5 separate regions of the Mus musculus genome follow, and all the other regions are linked to region 4. A link is a contact called in public HiChIP or PLAC-seq and promoter capture Hi-C data. All regions are on one chromosome and are shown on one strand. Each heading gives the region's core, a stretch centred on a gene start, on an enhancer-like site or on the middle of the called end of the contact. The rest is flanking DNA. Distances are from core to core; before and after follow the strand shown. Region 1 holds the start of A930002C04Rik (RIKEN cDNA A930002C04 gene). Region 2 has its middle 50 kb from the start of Gm52039. Region 3 holds the start of Iars (isoleucine-tRNA synthetase). Region 4 holds the start of A830005F24Rik (RIKEN cDNA A830005F24 gene). Region 5 holds the start of Rnf144b (ring finger protein 144B).

What was found. Promoter capture Hi-C pulls out the DNA fragments that hold promoters and counts their contacts. HiChIP or PLAC-seq counts read pairs in DNA pulled down with a chosen protein or histone mark.
Region 1: a contact with region 4 is called in a promoter capture Hi-C map of hippocampal neurons, with 11 times the contacts expected there. The contact joins the promoter of A930002C04Rik here to the promoter of A830005F24Rik in region 4. A contact is called at or near these places in 9 of 39 promoter capture datasets (the 3T3-L1 cell line, 3T3-L1-derived adipocytes, the C10 cell line and 5 more), 1 of 115 datasets of contacts at active chromatin or transcription factors (VIP interneurons) and 2 of 9 other capture datasets (embryonic stem cells and liver).
Region 2: a contact with region 4 is called in an H3K4me3 HiChIP or PLAC-seq map of bone marrow-derived macrophages, with 6 times the contacts expected there. The contact joins the enhancer-like site here to the promoter of A830005F24Rik in region 4. A contact is called at or near these places in 11 of 39 promoter capture datasets (the 3T3-L1 cell line, cranial neural crest, embryonic stem cells and 6 more), 1 of 115 datasets of contacts at active chromatin or transcription factors (bone marrow-derived macrophages) and 3 of 9 other capture datasets (adipose tissue, embryonic stem cells and liver).
Region 3: a contact with region 4 is called in a promoter capture Hi-C map of pre-B cells, with 4 times the contacts expected there. The contact joins the promoter of Iars here to the promoter of A830005F24Rik in region 4. A contact is called at or near these places in 3 of 39 promoter capture datasets (liver and pre-B cells), 2 of 115 datasets of contacts at active chromatin or transcription factors (bone marrow-derived macrophages and thymic regulatory T cells) and 1 of 9 other capture datasets (liver).
Region 5: a promoter capture Hi-C map of liver shows a contact between it and region 4, with 3 times the contacts expected there. The contact joins the promoter of Rnf144b here to the promoter of A830005F24Rik in region 4. A contact is called at or near these places in 4 of 39 promoter capture datasets (cranial neural crest, hippocampal neurons and liver) and 2 of 115 datasets of contacts at active chromatin or transcription factors (SST interneurons and embryonic stem cells).

Annotation. Positions count from the first base shown.
Region 1 is chr13:47,147,266-47,149,965 of GRCm38.p6, reverse strand. It overlaps A930002C04Rik (RIKEN cDNA A930002C04 gene), which reads left to right and starts at 1,296. Exons shown (of 3, transcript NR_126083.1): 1 at 1,296-1,500; 2 at 2,353-2,468. It also overlaps a transcript of Rnf144b not described here.
Region 2 is chr13:47,286,445-47,289,144 of GRCm38.p6, reverse strand. No RefSeq gene overlaps it. Among named protein-coding and RNA genes, the nearest start is that of Gm52039, 50 kb to the right of the region's middle. Within about 2 kb of position 1,279, at least 7 of the 459 cell types and tissues checked have an H3K27ac peak or open chromatin away from gene starts, as enhancers often do. A contact at or near this core is called in bone marrow-derived macrophages, where this site is marked.
Region 3 is chr13:49,680,734-49,683,433 of GRCm38.p6, reverse strand. It overlaps Iars (isoleucine-tRNA synthetase), which reads right to left and starts at 1,304. Exons shown (of 34, transcript NM_172015.3): 1 at 1,231-1,304.
Region 4 is chr13:48,512,197-48,514,896 of GRCm38.p6, reverse strand. A830005F24Rik (RIKEN cDNA A830005F24 gene) reads right to left here and starts at 1,327. Exons shown (of 2, transcript NR_165458.1): 1 at 1,268-1,327; 2 at 58-763. It overlaps Zfp169 (zinc finger protein 169), which reads left to right and starts at 1,461. Exons shown (of 5, transcript NM_026450.3): 1 at 1,461-1,602.
Region 5 is chr13:47,192,750-47,195,449 of GRCm38.p6, reverse strand. Rnf144b (ring finger protein 144B) reads right to left here and starts at 1,447. Exons shown (of 8, transcript NM_001170643.1): 1 at 1,330-1,447.

The DNA.
Region 1 (2,700 bases), core at 47-2,546, 1.4 Mb after region 4:
TAAAATGAAGAGGCAGCTTTCAAAACTTTCCAGTGAGCTCTATGAATAATGAACCGGTCCATCCTCGCACTATAAAACTCTGTGGGCCGGGCATGGTGGCGCACGCCTTTAATCCCAGAACTCGGGAGGCAGAGGCAGGCAGATTTCTGAGTTTGAGGCCAGCCTGGTCTACAGAGTGAGTTCCAGGACAGCCAGAGCTACACAGAGAAACCCTGTCTCGAAACAACAACAACAACAACAAAACAACTCTATGGAAGCAGAATGAAGGTGATTGGGTTGGTATTGATACCCGTGTGCCGCAAAATAGAAAAGCGTCAGCTAGGAAAGGGCTAGTGTACTGTAATCTGGGTGTAATCGCGCGTTTATTTTTGGTATAGACCTTGTATAGTTACATATTTTTCCTATTCACTGAAACAGTTCAGCAAGGAGGAAGGGATAGAAGGAAGGGATGACAGGAGCTACAGAACAGAAGTAAGCTGTTCTAGGGAGGTACTGCACCAAAGAGCCACTGCAGATAACAGCTGGGTACGTCTTAAGCCTTAAGGAAACGGAAGATGTGGAGGCTGGGAAAATGGCTTGGAGGTTAAGAACACTTGCTCTCACAGAGGACTAAGCATTCCCACCAGATGGCTCAGAACCACTCATGACTCCAGTTCCAGGGGATCCAATGCCCTCTCCTGGCCTCCCTCCCTGGGCACCTGCACACTTGTGTGCGCGCACAAATACAGTCACATAGATAAAAGCCAAATAGACCATTAGAAAAGGAACTGATGACTGAGCACACTAATACCTAACCTGATTTAAATACGTAATAGAAACACTTATTAAATGACCGTATAGGACCCCAATGGCTATGAACAATTTTTACAATCTGTAATCAGTGAAGTGACCTTAGTTCTGATTTTCTCTGGGCTGTTGAGTTTCACTGGTCTTCGTTTTCTTCCTTGGGTGCTTATATCTTGCTTGTTGGCTCAGAGAGGCTGCTTTGTAATCAGAAGTTATTCTATAAGCAATACTACTTTGAATAAATGAGTAAGCTACACCATTCTGCAAAGAGAGGAGGAGGGGGAGGGGCGTAAGTGTTATCTTCTCATTTGCTCGCTCATTCATCCTTTCGTGGGTGTGAGCGCGAGCGCGCTAACTATAGACTGTGGAGGTGGTTAAGAAAATAAGCAGAACTCTAGGTAGAGTCATCGGAAAAAGCCTGCCTGCAAAAGCAGCTACAGCTAAACTCCTACAGAATTAAAGCCAACCAACCCCGTGAAGAAGAGGGAGGGAGAGGCCGCATAGGCCCTGGTATACACGTGACCAGTGGCTGGGACTCAGGAAGAAAGAGGTGGAGTGGAACTGTAGGGAAGGGAATTAGAGAGATAAGCAAGAATCAATTCCTTCTAGAGTGCGAGAGACCATGTTTAATTTCAAGACGAGACTGTAACGTGGAACAAGAAGTCATCCGATTTACAGTTTAAGCTGACCGATCTTACTGCGTAGGGGCAGAAGGTAAGCTGGTCCTCTCTGGCTTCGTTTGTCCTTGTCACCAAGCCCTGCTTCTCTTGTCACTTTCAGCCCTGCCGTTGCTGACCCTGATCCCTGCAGCCTTAGATCCTGACAACACAGCATCCAGCTGGGGTGGGAGGTGTCTGGTGACACTCTTTCAGCCCCACCCCCACCCCACCCCAAACCTCTGCATTCTTCACCGTGTGGATCAATCTGAGCTAGCACCTTCATTTTCTGAAGGCCTGGCCACATTAGGCCCAACACATTTTATTCTCTGTCCTAAAATTCCTATCCTTGGAAGGACCAATCCCTATTCTCTCAAAACTGCCACCTCCATCACCCCTAAACTTACCTCCTAGTTCAAACTTGGTACACTGTTCAGTACTGCTGCTGGCTGTGTCATGGTATTTCCTTTGCAAATGAATCATAAAATGTCACCTGTCGGGGCCAGGCACACACCTTTAGTGCTGGCACTCTGGAGCGAGAGGCAGGCGGATCTCTGTGAGTTTGAGCCAGCTTGGTCTACATCATAAGTTCCAGGACAGCAAAGCTATGCCTCCAAAATATAAAGTGTTTTGTGTGGGTTGGGTGAGGTGCTATGAGCACGGCTGGAATATGTGTTAGAAGACTTCCATAGCGTGGGTGAGGCCCTGGGTTCTATTTGGAGGAGGGGTCAGGGCGGGGCTTAACTTATTCCTGGAACCCAAGGGATAAAGAACTATGGCTGCAATTATTTCACCTCCATATTTGTGCACATGAGCCTCCCTCTCTCCCTCTCCTTACCCCGCCACGCACACACTAACTTTAAAAGCAAAGTTTGCCTTTACTTGCTCCATTTACTTTTATTAATTACAGCTTCAGGGAACCCATCGCCGCCTCTGACCTCCGAGGGCACCAGGCATTCGAGTGGTGTGCGGACAAGACACCCATGTAGACCAAAGCAACTTACGGGAGGAAGGGTATAATTCCAGGTGCAGTCCATCATTTGGGGGAAGTCCTGGGAGAAGGGACCTCAACACATCACATCCATAGTCAGAAGCTGAGGCCTGTGTGTGCTCGGCTCACTGACCCCATTTTTACACCATCCTGGATCACAGTCACAGTGCAGCCCCTCCCCTTTCGATGGCATCTTCCAGCCTCGATTACACAGTCGGGATGATCCCACCCTCGGTCCTGCCTATAGATCAACCTCGTCAGAGGCTT
Region 2 (2,700 bases), core at 30-2,529, 1.2 Mb after region 4:
GTCTACTTACAAGCCAACAAACTACTAAGAAACGAGGAGATGTGTTTTTCGAATACCTATCATCTCCCAATTCCATTCCTCTATCTTCATCATCTAAATCTTTCCCCGTATACCCACCCAGAAAAATCTCTTCTTTCTTCTTTCTTTCCAGCCGTTGGGAGTAATGGACCCACCTGATTCCATTTTAAGATTAGAAGCCATCTTCTTACAAGATCAAAATATGTTCTATCCCCATAGCCCTCTTAATATGCAAGCCACTCATATAATTAATAACACACCATGCTGTGAACTTATACACCATTTTCTTTCCAATGCTAAGAAATTTGTGGAAGAGGATAATTGGTAAAGCAAAATATTTTTAGAAACTCCTCACAATAAACACAACCCACAGACTCCCCAGTTTGTGGAAAATCTCACCCGCCTTCCTCACTTACACTCACCAGTCTGCCTGGTTGTCTCCAGTACTCCAACCAAGCAGCAGATGGCAGCAAAACACTGTTCTAGTGGAACCGCTGCACAGGGATGCTTACAGTATGTCTCAGGAGAGCCAGTGCTCCACAGACAGGGTCTCAGACTTACCCTCATTGGTATCATTATTCTCACAGAGATGCAGAAAGAGTGACTGAAAATAAACCAATAACCTAATGACATATCACTCACCGTCAACTGTCTGATTTAACGTCATGTTGCTCCAAGGCAACTTCCCAACTTCTCAAGCCTTTTTGACCTTAAGCGACTCTTTTTCCTCAACTGTTAATGAGAAGCAGAATTTCATCTAGTCACCCCCGAGGGGATCGAGTGGATCCTGTGGGAGCCACGTGCCATCCTGCATTCAAACCACTTTTGTAGCTGCGGTGGGGTGTTCATTAACTGCCGTCTGCACCCATTTCCCTCTGAGATCAGAGCACATCTGTAAAGGAAGAGCTGTTCCAAGGCATGAGACGATTGCGTGCTCCATCTCCCTTTCTCTCCGCACCCACACAAGGGAAGGTCAGACATGCTCAATCTAGATCCCACAGTGTTGCCCTCCCGGCTCCCTGGTCAGCTGACCGTGCCTGACTCAGTTGCAGCCTCTGACAGACAATCCCAAGGAACATATTACCTTTCCTCTTGGGAACTCCCAGTGAAACAAACCAAAGAAAGATGGTGAAGAGTCTCCCAGCAGCCCAGACCAACCCCTTAGAATATCTCGTGTGGTATTCTACAGCTCTGGGAAAAGACAGTAAAGAACAGAACATCACTGCCATGGAAACGCCCACAGGGACACAGGGAAGTTGTGGGTAGCAGTAGCCCTGTGACCTGCTGGTAGGCATGGAAAGAAGAAGAGAAGAGATGGCTGACTCAGTTCCTTAGTACTCTCTCCCAGATGCTTTTAAATGCACAACCCAGATGGTATCCTATGCCGAACAAGTCTCATTGTAACTTCCACTTGTCCCAGATTCAACTTTAGACCTTAAATATCTGAAAATCCCTGAACTAGGGAGAGAAAGTGGGCTTTAGGGAGCAAAGAAATCTAGTGATTAATCCCTGTTATGTTTATGTTTGGGTCCTTGGCACAGTGTCTTACTCTGTGGCTCAGGCTGGACTGAGCCCATGCTGGCTTCAAACTCAGAATACTCCTCCTACCTTAGCTTCCTGAACGCTAGAATCACAGATGTAAGCCACCACACCCAGCTCGAAACCACATTCTTGATGTCAGATTACCTTAGGCCCCTGTCTCTGTAGCAGGTTTAAAGCTGTTCTCCATCCTCCCCCATGCTTACCATGCTTAGCAACACTGGCTCCTCCCCTTGGACCCTCTTACAGGGTTGCTGTGTAGCTCACTGTCCAGCAGCTATGCCCTCCTGACTCAGTAGAACCAACAGGTACCCTTTGTAGGGAGAGCACAAGGCAATTGGAGAGATCATTTGCTCCAAGACAAGACTATTGAGCTCAGTCTTCTTTTTTGTCCCAAGAGTGAAGTATAGAAGTAAAGAAGACAGAAGCTGGGATAGAAAAATATTGGGGCTGGAGAGATGGCTCAGTGGTTAAGAGCACTGACTGCTTAAGAGCATTGACTGAGTTCAAATCCCAGCAACTGCATGGTGGCTCACAACCATCTGTAATGGGATCTGACACCCTCTTCTGGTATGTCTAAAGACATAAATAAAGATATAAATAAATAAATAAATAAATCTTAAAAAGGAAAAAAGAAAGAGAGAGAGAGAAAGAAAGAAAGAAAGAAAGAAAGAAAGAAAGAAAGAAAGAAAGAAAATTACTAACAAGAACTGTGTGGTACCATCCACATGTAATTCTAGCTCTAGATAGAGACATGGGAGGATCAGGAGTTCAAGGCCGGTCTTAGCTACATAACAAGTTTGAGGCTAGTCTGGTTTACAGGAGACTAAAAAGGAAAGAATTACAAACAGCTACCAGGGAGGGCCACCCATCTTCTTGGGGGAGGGTGGAGGCATTTGGGGAAGTGCCACCTCTAAATACTTCTTAAAATCTACATAAAATGCTTTCCAATGAAAATGGAGAGGGTAGCCATGGCTCTTGAGGGCACCGCATCCCACACCTCACACACAGTCCTCCAAGTTACATCTCTTATCTGGGAATGACTTCTTCAGAAATTCTACAAATCAGAAATAAGACATGCAACGCATCGGGTCATCCTTAATAAAGGACACAGCAGGAAGCCTTGTGTGTTCAAAGATGAGG
Region 3 (2,700 bases), core at 55-2,554, 1.2 Mb before region 4:
TCATCATCATCAACAACAACAACAACAAAACACAAGCCAGTCAAACAGAAACGCCCCTCCACATCCACGGGGTACTGGATTCAGGATCTGTTGGAACACCCAAATACAAGGATGCTTAATTCTCTTATAAACATAGTATTAGCCTATAATTTACATGCATCTGCCGGTGTATTTTAACTAATCTTTACTTATCCTACCTAATACATTTAAATCCTAGATACACAATTGCTATACTATATTGCTTAGGAAATAATGACCAAGACATTACGTTTGTACACGTACAGTACATGTCACTACTACAGACCTAACCACATAGCATGAGCACTGGCTGGTTGAAAGCCCAGATGCAGAACTAGTAGTTAGAGAAGACCAACTCTATACTTTCTACCTATACACTGAGAAACAAAAGAGCAAGTCTCAGATACACTAGTTTGCATTCTGTGAGTTTCTCAATGATTTCGGCTTATTTCTCTAACACAGTAAAAAAGAGAACAAATTCATGAGGTTGAAAACGAAGTTATTCTCTCACATATTCATCACGCACACGTCCCAAGCCAAAATGACAACAACGACCCCCTCATCTTCTGTCCAGACAGGATAGATTTATATAAACCTTGGAGTATAATCTCTGCCCACCTTCAGTCCAAGCCTATAGGAGACCCGGATAAGTTATCTCTTCACACCTCCAAACCCCAATAGTTTGTTCTGTAGGGCCGCCAACAGTGAGCTTAAACTGCATTAGCAGATTCTGTGAGCCCAGGACAAGCGTGCAGCGCATAACCTACCTACCTTGGTACCGAGAGATAAGTACACGCGAATCCCAGCACAGTTGGGAGAAGCCCAGACTCCAGAAAGACTCCTAGGTTAGTTCTTTTAAAACACCTAACTTGGCAGTGACCTCAATCAGATTCCGATCTTCTCTCGGATACTATGTCACGCTGCATTCTCACAACTCCCTGCTCATAAGCCACCAAGGTCCCACTAAGTGAAGGGGGTACTTCTAAGGATCTCAGTCCTCCACCCAACGAGTCAGGCCAGAATCTGCGGGCAGCTCTGAGTTCTGCAATGTTACTCTCCCTCCACGAAAGCTCTCTGGAAATAGCTTTGTGCCCGCAGCTCACTCACAGTGAGAAGCAGCGTGCTCCTTTTTCACCGCCTCGTGCTGTCTGGAGGTTGTTACACGGGCGGGCCTCACTCTGCGGCCCAGAAGGACAAGAGGGTGCGGCTTACCTGGGAACCCGGAGAGCTCGCTCAGGTTGCAGCCTGCGACCACGTTCCGCGTCTGGAGGTGATGCAATACTGACAGTGCCAGGCTCAACCCCTCCGCGGCGCCCAATCAGCGTGTGCCATCCAACACCTACAAACAACACGTGTGGCGATTGGTCCGTGCATAACTGCAGAGCAGGATGGGAGCGTCCCTGCAAAGGAAGGAGAAGACGCTCCAGAGCCCTAACCCGGCAAGTCAGTGGCTACTCAATGTGGCAAAGTTTTTGCCTTCTAAGTCTTGGCCTATGAACGAGAGACACCCTTTCGTCCTGGGTCCATATGTCAGTACTCTCTCTCTCTCTCTTTTTTAAAAGGGTTTGTTTATTTGTACACAGTCTCCTGCCTGCATGTATTCGTTGTAAGCCAGAATGGTGAAAGCTTGGGGTTGAACTGGAGACCTCTGGAAGAGCAGCCAGTACTCCTAACCTCCGAGCCATCTCTCCAACCCCAGTATTCTTAAATATATGTCAATATATGTGAATATTATTAAATATATGTGAGTATATTTGAGATCTGGACATTTGACGCCATATAAAATTAGTTTAGACTCAGGGTCTCTTGTATCTCCTGCTGGCTCCGGAACTCCTAAGCAGCTAAGGAATGACCTTGAACTGCAGAACTTTCTGCCTCCACAATGGGAGTTACAGAAATGTTCCATCACGCCTGTTTTTATATGGTGCGGTGGATAAGCCGGCCATTTGTGCACCATAGCCACACACTGCCAACTGAGTTAGATTCCCAGCTGTGATGGCATCTAAAATTTATGCTACATATGAAACTTCTGACAAGTGACTCCCACAATTATTTTGGGAACAGTACATATTAACCTGGAGACTACTAACCATGTGGTAAATGGCAAGAGAAGGGAAGAGGGTCTGACAATAATCTGAACCCTTTATTGAATGTCATTGCAATGGTTCTTTTCATTTCAAAATTTTGCTTATGTATCATTACATATCTACTTAGTACCCTTCGGATCCGGCCTAGAACAAATGAGAACGTTGACACCAGTCTGTGAAAGTAAGTTTTGGCCTTGATAAATTGACAGCGTTAATTAGGTAAATAAGTGCCTATTTTATTAATGACAGAAAAACAAAAACAAAAAAACGGATTTGGCCTAAATGAAGTAGAAATCTCGGCGAGTTTTAGAACATTTTGATAACTGTTGAGTGTTTTATTCAACAGTTCTAGGCCCTATGGTGTCGAAAATTAGATGCAGTGTTTGCCTGTGCTTCTTGCTTTCTTAATTATGAGTATCCTTATTAACCAGAAATATTTGGAGTTTTTAAGCTTTGCATTCTTTAAATTGCCAATTGGTTCACCTCATGTTTATCCTCTGATCAGCGTGCAGAAATAGAACAAAGGTCCCTGCACAAAGTGAAAGAAACTTATGTACCCATAGGTAGTGTAGACTGGACCAGGCTGTTTAAAAAT
Region 4 (2,700 bases), core at 78-2,577:
TTCCTAGTATTATTCTTACTGATTTTATTTTTTCTTTATCTGAACAATATAGACCCATTTTACTGGCATGACATCTTTTAATTGAAAACTTGACATTCCATGTTTTTTGCCTTATCAAGTGTGGCGTGTATCCTAAGTATGCTCAAACTTAAAAAAAAATAAAATGAAGTTACTTGTAAACAATTTGATCTTTTCTAGGCTTAGTTTTGCATTTTCCTAGGTGAAACAAGAAAGGCTCGGGGGCCCCATCTTGTCTTCCTATCAAGATGAAACCATTTCCAGGTATTATGTACAACTCTGAAGGCTTTATGGCCTCATAGGAAGAGGTGTTGTTCCTCACCCCCTTTATTCCCACTGACATTTTTCCCGGGACTTTTCCCTGGGATGGCACAGCTGTGTGTCGCGTGCTGTCAGTGTTCGGTGAACGCCCGAGGAAGGAGCCACTGAACCTCTGTGGATTTCTCTGGTCCTTCGTACTGTCCTTTGAACTGAAGCTGCCTTGGTTTCCCCAGGGCCCCGGCTTCGTCTCAGGTTGACCTCCAGGTCTTGCTCGGGTCTCCCTTCTCTGTTCTGTGCCAGAACGGTTTCTCACCAGGGGAGTTCGCTGCTCACTTCGTTTATTGTCCACATCACTGATATTCCTCCATTGTTTCTGTGTGCAGTGCTTCCCCATCGGTTTCTTAGTCCATGTTGTCCTTTTAAAGCTTGTTTTATGTGGAAGACTGAATCTGGTCCCTGTTGACTTCTGCTGTTTGCCACCTCACTTTAAGAAGCAAATGGGAAATAATTTGAAAATACTGCTCACGTCAAATACTAGAAATACAATTGAAAATTCAAATTCAATTAAATTGAGTTCCGCTCAAATTCCTAGTCTTTTCGCAAAGATTTTTGTCTTTCTGTTACAACCAAGAAGTGTTTTTTTGTATGAGCAAAATAGTTTAAAACATTACACTATGAATATCTTCAAACTTAGTTTGCCCTTGTCTTTTTGTAATCATTTTTTAAAAAAAGTATTATTTTCAAGAAACAACACCCACAGTATCCACACATGCTGCAGTTTAAAACACACGACTCACAGGCACGTAAAAAAGAAAAAAAACAAAACAAACAAACAAACAAAAAACCAACCAAGATTGAATTGGCAGGAGGAAGGCATCTAGATAGCACATCTTTTTTAAAAGAATTGATTAATGAGCTTCCTTAGAAGTACGCAAAGATTACTTCGGTTTGGCTTTTCTGCTTTTTTTCTGTTTCTCTAAGATCTTACCCTGTTGTCTTGCAGTCAATGAAAGAGTCCGGCAGTGCTAGGGAGCCCCTCCTATAGTCTGAAGCTTCGGGTTGCAGCCAAGTCAGCATGGGGTGTCCTGCAGTACGCGGCATTCTGGGTATTGTAGTTCCCCCATCTCTAGCGCTGCGTGGGTAGTGAAGTGCGCGCGCGTCACCCCGGTCGGTGTACTTCCGCATCCTGCAGTCGTCACCTGTGCCTGTGGACGATTCTACTGCGGTTCTGGTGAGCGAAAGTGCAGACGTCCTCGGCTCTTGCAGATCCCTCCAGGCGGGGAAGAGTCCGGAGAGCTGGCGTGGGCCACCCACAAGGTTCAGGTGTCTGCCGCTGCTCCATCCTCGATGCGTGGAGTCTTTGGGAGTGGAATCAGCTTCTCTGCCCATCCCGGAGGAGGGTCTCGGTGAAGACCCTGGGATGGGGAGGGGGCCATGTGAGAACGGGGTTAGGGGTCCACTATCTTGTCCTAAACAAGCTACAGGTCAGTCTGGCCTGCTTCCCAGGCTATGACGCTGTAGGTGTGTCCCCTGTGTTAGTGCCAGGTCAGGGAGATTGGACCTGGGGCATCTAGATGTCACCTTTCCACCCCCGCTCTCTGTTGAGGTTTGTGAGGGATCAGAGCCATCCTCCACAGGAACAAATGTCTGAATTGGTGAGGACAGAAGTCTTGGGGAGCTGCACTCATCATGAATTTGGAAATACAGCTTGGTCGCTTGCCTTGCGGGGAAAACATACAGAATTGCCTGGCTGAATGCAACGGCAAAGACCAAGAGACTAGAGCTAGTCTTGAAGTTTGGAGTCTTGGTGTGTGACAAGGCTTGTGTGTGTGGTGTGTATGTGTGTGCGCGTGCGTGCCTGTGTGTATATGTGTGTAGGGGGGAGTGGGGGTGGCCTTTTTACACATTGTGGGCTAATGACCTTGTGTGGCTCCCTTGAGCTCTGGGATCTTCCAAGAGCCTGGAGTGATGTAATGGGAAGAGACATTTCCCCCATGACCCAGGGCTTGTTGGCTCCCTGAATTTCTGGCGGTGTAGCCTGGTTTCTCCTTTTCTCTTTAGTTCTCTGATCTATATATACAACTCATTTTGATTATATTCACCACTGAAAATTCTGTCCCCAGTCCACCTATCTTTGTGACCTATCTTTCTTTTTTGTTTCAAAACCCTTTAAGACTAACTTATGCTGAATTCAATATTCTTGAATATTTCATTGGATTGTTATTGGCTTACCTCGGGCTATATACTCTTAGAGAAACCCTTCTCCTCCTCTCCCAGCAGCTAGTAATTGCCGTAGCTTGGTACTAGGTATTTGGTGCCGAACTCTTGTCTCTGTGCTGAGATTTGTTCTGGTTTGGGCTTGCACGGGTCTTGTGCATGGTGTTGTAACTGCAGTGAGCTTGTATGTACAGTTGCCCTATT
Region 5 (2,700 bases), core at 198-2,697, 1.3 Mb after region 4:
TGAGTGAAGGCTCTTAGAAGGTACTTCAGAAACAGAACTAACTCATTCCCCACCTCCCACCCTTCCCTCCTCCCTCCCTTTCTCCCTCCTTCCACTACTTCCAACTTGATGCCCACTGCAAAGCAGAAAATGCTAACCGCGGTGCCCAAGGGCAGGCTGTGGGGTGGAGAAACTGGTAGCTTTGCACTTCATTACACAGCTATCTCCAAGTGGGTTTGTGGGTCTGCTTTAGATTTCTTTCCCTTTTTTTTCTCCCTCTCTTTCAGTTCAAGGTAGTTTCGGAAACACTTAAGGGTATGATGCCCATGAGGAAAAGGAGTGAGGTTTACAAAGAGCCAGTGAGGAGGAGGAGGGACCCAGCGAGGGATCATCTGTGAATGGAAGCAGAGAGCTAGAGACTCACCTCAGGGGAAGCTGCGGCAGATACTTTAACTGCCAACAGCCCCGTGAAGGCTGGCTGGGCTCCTTTTGCCTCTTGCCCACACCCTAAAAACTGAGTCATCTCAAAGTTCATTTATTTTGCTTCTGGGCAGAGACACCCCTCAGCCGCTGCTTCAGAAATGCTGAGGACCATGTCCTTCAGGCCATACCTCCTGCGCTAAAACCGACAGAAGTGCCTAGCCAGAAGCCCCGTGGTAAGGGTTCCAGCTCGGGTTTTGATAAGGTCGCTGGGGCTGAAAGTGCGAAGAAAGAAACCAGTGGAAACATACAGAGAACTGTCTTCTGAGAATTCGGCAAGGGGTGTGTGTGTAAGATTAACAGCAGAATCCCCGGAAAGGGCCCTGGGAGGAGCTCGCCAAGATACCCTTCCTGGGTGAAAAAACGGGATCAGTTTCATTCTAACATCAACTTGAAAACAGGGCAGAGCCTCTCTCTCTCTTATCAGCAATTACCTGATAAAAAATAATCACCATAACGTATAGCCCAGAATCCACGGTTAACGTAACGTATTATTCATAGCTTTGTGTGTCAACATACTACTGTGCATTTCCAAATAACAGAAGGTAGACAGCCAACTGTCTCTCCCGGAGACACACCAGAGGACTGATCCGATATGCAGTTTATGATAAGGTCTATAGAGATCACTCTATTAGAAAGTAAACTGATTTGTTTCGACCTTTTCAAAAGCACTTATTTTAAAAATAAATAAAGTTAACAGGTGTTTGAAGCATTGGAATGCATGCAGTTCTGCATGGCTTAAGCCCTGGAAATAGAATTTAGCCATAACCACCGGGTAGCCTCGGTCCCGTCCCTCTCCGTATTTTAGCTAGCAGCCTTCTTGGCTTGCAGCGCCTGTATCCTGCGCACTAGCACCCCTTCTAGACCTACCTGGCTGGAGCTGAAGTCCTCAGGCTGCTTGGCGTCTCTCTAGCAGGTCCAGCCTGGGCCAGCCGGGGCAGCGGGCACACCGCGGAGGAAGGGCTCTCTCATTCTCTTCCCTCTCCCTGAGTGCTCCGCCCGGCTGACAGCTTTACACTTTTGCAGGATTGCCACAGGACTCCACGCCCAGACCTACAGCTCGGGAAGAGGAGGAGTCCCTCTCCGCCTCCTTGTCTTGACAGGCAGGAACCTTGCAGAACCAGCCAGCAGCTCGGGGCGCGCAGCAGCCAGAGCGTTTATTTATACAGGAAGCTCGGCGCCGCACTTCCTACTTCCCATCTGGGTCGCACTTCGACTGCAGGTGATGGCCTTAACCCTGTCCGATCCCATGCAGGCAGAGCGCAGAGCAGTGGCTCTCAGGTCGGGGACCTGGCGTTGCCCCAGGAATCCTGCGCCGGGTGTGAGCAGCACCCCCCACTGCGCTTCCTCCTGCTCACCCGCAAGCTTCACCTTGCTTGGCCTGCAGCTCTTGCAGTCTCTGTGTGTCTTCACAGGCCACCTTTCCTCTTCTTCTTTTAACAGCCCTTGACTTGCCTGCTCACCTCCCTCAAACCCTTCCTACCCCCACCACCATCACCCTCCGCGCGACCCACCTCAACTCAAGTGTGTACTTTAGCTGTCCAAGTGCATCTGATGTGGGCAAATCAAGTTAGAAGCCTTAGTATACTTACAGTGATTTCACTTCAAGTGCTTTGTCAATAAAAGACGTGAGAAGCACATGTAAGGTAACTAGTTATATTTTCACTTAATGGAAATCCAACAGCTATTCCAGAAAACAGGAGTAGCAAGCCGCCATGACAGCGGATGCTTAATTATTACTGTGTTTTTAATAAATGGCAAACCCTCACTCTCACTGCCAGCCCCTACAGGTCACAAGAACAAGCCCAAACCTGTTGAACATTGCAGTTTTGAAAGATCTCTGGCACAGGGATTTTTCTGTGGGCTTTCTGCAACCTTCCTTTCCTTTAGCAGCTAAGGTCAGGATGTACTTCCTGAAGGGAATGGGGCTCACAGATGCTTCCTGGGACAGGTAAACGGGTGCTGTAAGGAAGCAGTCCACCTCTCAGCTGCTGGGAAAGCCCAGTTCAGAACACCGTGCGCATGCGCATGCCCCTATATGTAAAGCTAGAGGGGAAGAGAGGGACTGCAGACAGTAGAATACACAATAGGGACCTAAAGGTCTGAGTGGTACTTGCCTTTAATCCCAGCACTCAGGGAGGCAGATCTCTGAATTCGAGGCCAACCTGATCTACAGGGTGAATTCTAAGACAGCCAGGGCTACACAAAGAAAGCCTATCTTGAAAAACAAAACACAAAAAA